Regions from separate parts of the Mus musculus genome. Here region 2 is linked to region 1. Evidence: chromatin contacts called from public promoter capture Hi-C data. All regions are on one chromosome and are shown on one strand. Each heading gives the region's core, a stretch centred on a gene start, on an enhancer-like site or on the middle of the called end of the contact. The rest is flanking DNA. Distances are from core to core; before and after follow the strand shown.

What was found. Promoter capture Hi-C pulls out the DNA fragments that hold promoters and counts their contacts.
Region 2: a promoter capture Hi-C map of liver shows a contact between it and region 1, with 2.3 times the contacts expected there. The contact joins the promoter of Cdc42se2 here to the promoter of Sowaha in region 1. A contact is called at or near these places in 2 of 39 promoter capture datasets (cranial neural crest and liver) and 1 of 115 datasets of contacts at active chromatin or transcription factors (microglia).

The regions. Positions count from the first base shown.
Region 1 is chr11:53,478,036-53,482,346 of GRCm38.p6, reverse strand. It overlaps Sowaha (sosondowah ankyrin repeat domain family member A), which reads left to right and starts at 2,152. Exons shown (of 1, transcript NM_183173.2): 1 at 2,152-4,311. The coding sequence starts at 2,440. The coding sequence ends at 4,086.
Region 2 is chr11:54,785,508-54,789,818 of GRCm38.p6, reverse strand. Cdc42se2 (CDC42 small effector 2) reads left to right here and starts at 2,116. Exons shown (of 6, transcript NM_178626.3): 1 at 2,116-2,259.

The DNA of each region.
Region 1 (4,311 bases), core at 903-3,402:
AGGCCGAGGTAGGCAGATATTGCTGTTCCAGTCTATCCTGGTCTATAGAGTGAGTTTCAGGACAACCAAGACTATTCAGAGGAACCCTGTCCAAACAACAACACCCCTACTCAAAAGCCCAGCATAGCTAGCCAGGCCTGATGACACATGCCTTTAATCCCAGCACTCAGGTATTGGCAGAGGCAGGTGGATCTCTATAAATTTGGGCTAGCCTGGTCTACATAGTTTTAGGCCAGTTAGGGTTACATAGTGAGACCTAGTCTCAAGAACAAACAAACAATAGACAAAACCAGAAACAACAAAAAAGCCCAGCATGATGGTACACACCTGTACTCCCAGTACTCAGAAGAGTAAGGCAGGAGAACTGAGTTTCCAGGCTAGCCTGGGAATATATATATATATATATATATATATTCTAGTTGGATACACACACACACACACACACACACAGTGGTAAAAGCCTGTAATCTCAGCATTTGGGAGGTAAGAACAAGATGATCAGAAGTTTAAGGACAGCATCTGCAGGAGTTTGAGGTCATCATGGGTCATATGAGAGACTTGCTCAGAAAGAACACCCCCCCCCCAAGGTGTCTGAGCTGTGTTAAATCCTCTCTGAGTCCACATGGTGAAGGGGAGAACTCCTGGATGATGTCTCTAACCCCCATCCCTGCACCATTGCACGTCTGCCTGTGCCCACCACATACCACACATAAATAAAAGTTGGAAACAACAAACAACAAAAATGAAGCAAGCAACCCCGCCTCCACCCTCACTGAAGAAGTTCTTTCTCATCTGCATAACTCCCTACCCCACACCCTCGGTTCACCTTCACAATGGATGCTGTCCTGTACCACTGCCCAGCTGAAACCCCCACCCTGTCCCTGGTGAGCTTCTCCATGCTCTATAGTATTTCTATACTATAGTGTTCTCTATAGTATTTCTATACTATAGTGTTCTCTATAGTATTTCTAGGGTATGCTATAGCTCACATAGCACATTACAGAGCTTTCTGACTTCTGTTTCCTCCTGATAAATGAACTCTGCTAGGTCAAAGCGTTTATCTCTGCTAACATGTATCACAGCCTGAAAGGGCCTGGCTATGTTCTCAATAAATATTTGTGAAATAACTGAAGTTTTAGAAACAGCATGGGCTGGAGGTGTGGTGCTGTATCCTGGCATTTGTAAAGCCCTGGGTTCCATACTTAACACTTCAATATGGTTTCTATTTTGCTTTTTTTTTTTAATTTTTAAAGTATAAAAGACACATGAATTCATAGTAGAAGAAAGTATGTCAAAATGTTAATGGTCATTTCTGCTGCTGATATTTTTTCCTTCTTTGTTTTTTCCTGTGGGTTTATTCCTGAAATCCTATATGAAATGGGTTATTTTGGGCAAGCATGGTGGCACACACCTATAATCCTAGCACTCAGGACTGAGGCGGTGACAGCACAAGTTCCAGACCAACTTGAACTTCATATAGAGACAAAAATAAAGGGGGTATTTTTGGAATGGCTCAGTGAGTAAAGGTGCCTGCCACCAAACCAGATGATGTGAATTTGCACTCCAGAGCCCATGTAATGATGGAAAGCCGAACCAATGTCTCAAGTTATCTTCTTTCTGACCTACAAAACACACACACACACACACACAGAGAGAGAGAGAGAGAGAGAGAGAGAGAGAGAGAGAGAGAGAGAGAAACAGATAGACAGAGAGAGACAGAGAGACAGAAAGTCAACGAATAATAAAATATGTAGATCGCAAAGCTCCACATTTCAAAAAGTATTATCTATCATGAGAAAACTGCTTCCTAAACCTCTTGTGAGCCTCCAGTACCCTGCACTCAATACCACACAGGGAACTGTTCTTGCTATGAATTTTGTAAATCTGGTTGGTTTTTTTCCCCCTATATAAAAAGCATCAGACATTGGAGAGGTATTGATGCAATATATGCAGTGCAAGGACATATATATGTAAAATATTGCTTTTATTTTGTGGTAAATAGTGCTGAAGGTAATAAATACCCACGCCTCGCCCATACGCTGCAACATCCCCAGGGAACACACCCACCTAGCAACCGGGAGTGGAGCTGAAGAGCAACGCTGCGCCTTTAATTCCGCCTTTAATTGGTGGGGGCAGTGCAGAGAGGTTCCGCTTTCCCATTCCCTCCGCACCTCCAGTGGCAGCTGTCACCTGTAAGCCGAGCGCCGCACAGGGGCATGGAGCCTGGCGCCCATTGGACAGGACCTCTCAGCAGCAACCTACCCCCCAGTCTGGGGGCCAGGCCTGGCGCAGGCGGAGGATAGGAGTCCCAGGTGCCCTTCGCCCGGAGACTTCTCAGCACGGCGGCGAGGGCGTGACTGCAGTCCAGTTTCGGAAATCAGAGTCCCAGGTGAGCCCGGCTGGGCGGCTGGGGCGACCCCGGAGTCGCAGACACCGAGAATGGCGCTGGCAGCCGCCGCCGCTGCCGCCGCTGCTGCCGCAGGGGTGAGCCAGGCGGCGGTGTTGGGCTTCCTGCGGGAGCACGGCGGGCAGGTGCGCAACTCCGAGCTGCTGAGCCGCTTCAAGCCGCTGCTGGACGCTGGGGACCCACGGGGCCGCGCGGCCCGTAGGGACCGCTTCAAGCAGTTCGTCAACAACGTGGCCGTGGTGAAGGAGCTGGATGGGGTCAAGTTCGTGGTGCTGAGAAAGAAGCCCCGGCCGCCGGAAGGACCCGAGGCCCCACTCCCCTCCAGCCCTGGAGTGCCAGCCGCGCTGGCCCAGTGCGCTGCTGTCCCAGCGGAGGACAACTGTGCCCCCGGGGCTCCCCACTCCCCACAGCGATCAGGAGAACCGCCGGAGGACTCGTCCGCACCATCCGAGCTACAGCACACCCCTGAGACCCTACCCTCAGAGGTCACCCAGGTTGAGGCGCCATCAGGCTCAGCGCCACAGCCCGGGGGGCCGGAGGATCCGGCGCTACCTCGGTCCTCGGAGCTAGCCCGACCCGCCAGCGTGCCGTCGGGGCTGGCCCTGACGAGCACAGAGTCGCCAGGCCCGGAGCCTGCACCTCCCACGGCGCAAGTGCCACCGCAGAAGCCTTGCATGCTGCCGGTGCGCTGCGTCGTTCCTGGCCCCGCGGCGCTGCGGATCCGCGCGGAGGAGCAGGGCCTGCGCCGGCAGCGCTCGGAGGAGCCGAGCCCACGGGGCTCCCCGATGCTCCTGCGGAGGCTTTCGGTAGAGGAGTCGGGTCTGGGACTCCACCTGGGACCCGGCCGTTCCCCGCATCTCAGGCGCCTGTCCCGCGCCGGTCCGCGCCTGCTGAGTCCGGACACGGAGGAGATGCCCGTCGCGCCGCTACCGTCACCCGCGGTGCCCCTGGAGCCCACGGAGCACGAGTGGCTGGTGCGCACGGCCAGCGGTCGTTGGAGTCACCAGCTGCACGGGTTGCTCTTGCGGGACCGCGGCCTGGCTGCCAAGCGCGACTTCATGTCCGGCTTCACCGCGCTACACTGGGCGGCCAAGAACGGCGACCGGGAGATGGCTTTACAGCTGGTGGAGGTGGCGCGGCGTGGAGGCGCGCCCGTGGACGTGAACGCGCGCTCTCACGGTGGCTACACGCCGCTGCACCTGGCGGCTCTGCACGGCCACGAGGATGCTGCTGTGCTGCTAGTGGTGCGCTTGGGTGCCCAAGTGCACGTCCGCGACTACAGCGGCCGGCGTGCCTACCAGTACCTACGGCCTGGCTCCTCCTACGCGCTGAGGCGTTTACTGGGTGACCCTGGCCTGCGATCTATGATGGAGCCTGATGCGGCCAGTGGTGGCAGTGGGAGCCTTGTGTCTCGGCACCCCGTGCAGGTAGCCGCCACCATCCTCAGCTCCACCACTAGTGCGTTTCTGGGCGTCCTGGCCGATGACTTGATGCTCCAGGACCTGGCTCGTGGCTTGAAGAAGTCAAGTTCCTTCAGCAAGTTCTTGGGTGCCTCGCCCATGGCTCCCCGAAAAAAGACCAAGATTCGCGGTGGCCTGCCGTCCTTCACCGAAATCTCTCATCGATCCACTCCAGGACCTTTAGCTGGTTTAGTGCCCAGTCTGCCCCCTCCAACCTGAATGGCATTGGAGCTACCACCTACCAGGGCCTGTGGCACGCTGTCTAAGCCTGTCCAAGACAGGCCCCAAACCGGCAGTCTGTCTCATTTCCGATTTTATCTATTGCAGCCTGGTGTAACCAGATGGGCCTCCACCTTCTGTTTGAAATTTGACGTGCCTACAGAGATGGGATTCTTTTTCCCCCGTTAGAGAAACCAAGCAGTCATGCCCGATCTTGGGAGGAGA
Region 2 (4,311 bases), core at 867-3,366, 1.3 Mb before region 1:
TCTGTAGACCAGGCTGGCCTTGAATTCATAGAGATCCACCTGCCTCTGTATCTTAAGTGCTGGGATTAAAAGCATAGGCCACCATCACCCAGATGCACACTTTTATAGAATATTAAATAATGTGTAACAATTCCCGTAAGGATTGCTACCTTTTATGGATAAGTGGTAGAAAATATTGTTTAAGGTGACCATATTTGCATGTCAAAGAACAATGCAAGCAATGTATGACACTTGGGAAGTTTTGGTTTTTTTTTTTTTTTTGGTCTTAGGAAAGTTTTTTCAAAACAGCATACCTTTAAGTACTATATCAAATTTTCTCTACCCTATCACATTATTCTTACTCAGTGAAATAGGGTACAGGGATGTCACTGGTCAAAAATTGCATCAAACATCAAGTAAATGGTTACTGTACACAAAAGAACTGAGAAGTCCAAATGTTTATGGTCTGATGTAGGTTAAAATCTAATGGTTGGTTGACTGGCAGAAAGTGGAATCAAGAGGAAACTGAAAATAAAATTGATTATTTTTGTTGTTGAACATCTTGGGGGTATTTAATTTTTTTTTCATTTCCTCTAGGCACTTGGGACTGATTAGTTGATTAGAACAGTTATCCCCAGCCTCAAAGGTCTGCATGTGTGTGGTACTCACCAAGCCAGAGCAAGGCCCTGGGTTTCACCTACAGCACTGCAGAAATCAAATCCAGCCAACCCAAACACCCAGCTTCTAGTGGGGAAGACAGGAGCAAAATTAACAGAATAAATTGTGCAGACTGTTCTGGGAACAGGAGAACAAGGGCAGATAGATGGGGGAAGGATTGAGCCTGTAGCAATGTAAAGAAGTGGGTTTAGGCTACGCATCATTGTTAAAGAAGATCTGAGTGGAGTTGAGGGGAGAAGGCAGACATTAGAGAATGTCCTAGTCCCTGAGTATAGACTGGACATTGCAAGCACCAGTGAGACTGGAGATGAATTCTGAGACCTATAGGGAAAAAAAAAAATCTCAGAGGCTTTGTCAGCCATTGTAAAGATGTTATCTTCTACAGTAACGGGAACACTGGTGGATTTTGATCGGATGAGACATGAGCTGACTCTCCTTGCGGGAGGATATTCTCCCTCTTGTTTTGACAACACAGTTTGTTGATGGTGGTCAGGGAGGTCATTTAAGAAAGCCACTGAAGTGTGACTGGGACCACGGATGACAGAAACAATGTAGATGAACAGTCTGATTTTCTTTTTGTTTGAATGTAGAACCACGCCAATTACCCTTATGGACAGAATGGATGTGAAATTGAGAATAAGAGGAACCAAGGAGTACTCCAGTTTTGTCACTGAACAAGCTAGAAATTTCCTATCAATAGTGATGGTCATGCAGCTCCCTGTCTGAGTATGTGTGGCTAGATTTCAGTGGGAAGGCGTCCATTTGTTTCTTGCTTCTGGGTGCCTAAAGTGTAAAGTTAATGTAGTCATAAAATGTGGTGGCTGAGGCAGGAGGACTGCTGTGAGTTCCAGGTCAGCCAGGGTTCTACTCCAAAAGTCCTTAAGCTTGTGACATACACTAGTAATCCCAGCGCTTGGGAGACGGAGGCAGGAGGATCACAAGATCCAGGCCATCCTTACCTATATAGTGAGTTTGAGGCCACTCTGGGGCTACAAAAAGGCCCTCCCTCAAACAACGTCAAAGCAAAACCAAAAAAAAAAAAAAAAAAAAAAAACCAAAAAAAAAAACGATCCCACAAGAAGTCACAGAGACGAACTTTTCAAATGCCAGGTAGATATTCTTGACTCTCCAATGAGTCAGTGATTCTGATTCCTTGAAAGTAACGTGATCTGAGCGTGAGAGACATCTGGTGCTGGCCAGCTCTGCCTAGCAGCGCCTTGCTCGCCCGGGCACGTCTACGGCTGGATCCGGACAGGAAGGTGCTGTGGCGCGAGGCAGCGGCATCCATCTTCCCCGTAGCCCACCCAGCGGTCACTCTTTGCGCGCCTAGCATCCCCTAGGTCTCGCCACTCCCTCACTGGGCGGGGCCTCACAGCTACCAGCCCGCCTACTGGGGGGGGACAGGGCGTGTCCTTGTAGTGGGGGCGTAGCCGCGCAGCCGCACACACCGCTTGTGGCTCCGCCTCTGCGCGCCAGAGCCTAGGCGGGAGGGCGGAGCCCGAAGCGGGGAGCGCAGCTGCTTGGTGTGTGGAGATCCTGGAAGCTTCGGAGCCGGCGCTCGGAGCCGCGCGGCTGGAGCAGGCGGCGGAGACAAAGGCGACGGTGAGTGAGGGAGAGGGCCCCACGTTGGCCCCGCCGCCCGAGGCGCCAAGTGTAGGGTCGCCACTCGGAAGGTTGAGGGCGAGCGCGGCCCGGGCCTCTCCGCGCTGCGGACTGGGGCAGCAGACTGGGGCTGCGGACTGACTGAGGCTGCGGCGGCTCCATTTTCCAGTCTGGGCGAGGTCCTCACGCGAGGACCGGCGTATGGTTCTCTTCATTCTCCGTGAGGCCAGCTTTCACCGTAGCCTGCACCTTCCCGATGGGGGAGGCGCTACGGACCCCTCCCCCAGTCCGCAGCCCCGCCAGTCTGGACCGGCGCGGAGCGGCTGGGCTCCCGAACCCCGACTCCCGCCCGGCCTGCCTGGGACCCCGAGAGAGGAAGCCGGGCCACTGCCTCGCAGTCGCTGCGGCGACTCTTACAGGTTGTTGCACCGGGAGCTCGCGGCCACGGTGGTGAGCATTACTAACGGGTGTGGTAGGTAGCGGCTCGCTGACGTCCGCATTTCGAGCTGAGGAGCAGCCCGGTGCCGGCTGATTTCAGGCAACCCTGGGAATTCCGTTTTAGCGGCAGTGATTGCTACTGCCGAGCTTTCCTGGAGGAGTTTGGTAGTGATGTGCAGAGCGCAGCACTGAGACGTTCTGGGCCTGGGAGTACAGCTCAGTGGTAGGGAACTTGCCTTGCATGTAGGAGGCGGCCCAGAGTAGTTCAGTTCCCCAGTACTCCCACCCGCCACAAAAAGAGGGGGGGGGGGGAAGAAAGAAAGAAAGAAAATTAAATGCTCTTAAAGGACCCTTGCTTAGTAAAATATTGATATAATGAATGAATCTTAAAACACCACACAGAACTGTTCCTACTAGTAAGATGAGGCACATAGCTTCTTGACTCAGATAAAGGACTATTGGAAAGAATGCCTAGCAAGTTTCTGTCCCCCATCCCCATGTAAACTATTAATAATTAGTTGGTCATTATTGCCAGCCAGCATAGCAGATAGTACCTTTGAGATGTGAAATTTTTGAGAGAAGTTGGCTTACAGATTTCTGTTTCTCAGCAGGCCTGATTTCTCCTTTTCTTTGAAAATAATTGAGAAAGATGTTTGGGGTGCATTTTGAGGTCTAGCTTTCTATGTAGTAGGAGTAAAGATGTGTGTGGGCTTTGGAGGGACTGTGGCATGGTCAGTCTTGGATCTCTATGAGCCAGGGAGAGAGAGCTCTGAACTTTAGGGGAGGGGATCTAATGTCGCCTTGGTGGTTAAACATCACAGTTTACCCAGCATACTCATTAGACACATATTAAGCACAGAGAGATTTTTGAATTCTGTTTGTGGAAGGGAACAAAACCTGGAAATGTTTCTCTCTTAAGCTTGAGCATGAAGTTCATTATGTAGTATCGATGTAGCAAGTAAGGACCTCCCCAGACCCCTAGGGCTACTTCACTTGGAAAAATGGCTGGTGAACTTCAGGAAGTGTTCATTCATAGCATCCTACTTAAAAGTTAATGAGTAACTTTTTAAGGCCACGATTATTGGGTTATGGTTTCATTTGTCAGCTTAATAAAAATCCCAGTAGGTTTTAAAGCGACAGGAAGAATGGTTTCAACAAGATGGTGTTTTATTTTTCTCCTGAACTAGATTTTGATGCAGTGTTTTTATTGATAGTGTGATTCCAGTTCTGTTTCAGTAATAATCTTTGTAATAACATTTTCTGTATTAAAAAAAAAAATCTCTGCTCTGTGGTTAAACCAGCACTTGCTGCTTATCTAGAGGATTGGAGTTAAGTTCCTAACACCCACACCTGATGGCTCACAACTGTCTGTAATGGGGATATGATGCCCTCTTCTGGTCTTCATGGAGCACCAGAATACAGGTGACATACACACACATACACATAATTACAAAACAGTAACGAGAGAGAGAGAGAGAGAGAGAGAGAGAGAGAGAGATCGATCCCCAAAGATGGGCAGGGAATGTGGGTCAGTTGACATGAAGTCGTTCATTCAATCACCACAAGCAGTATGATAGTGGGAGCCTTACTACCAACACCTGTAATGGTGGAGGC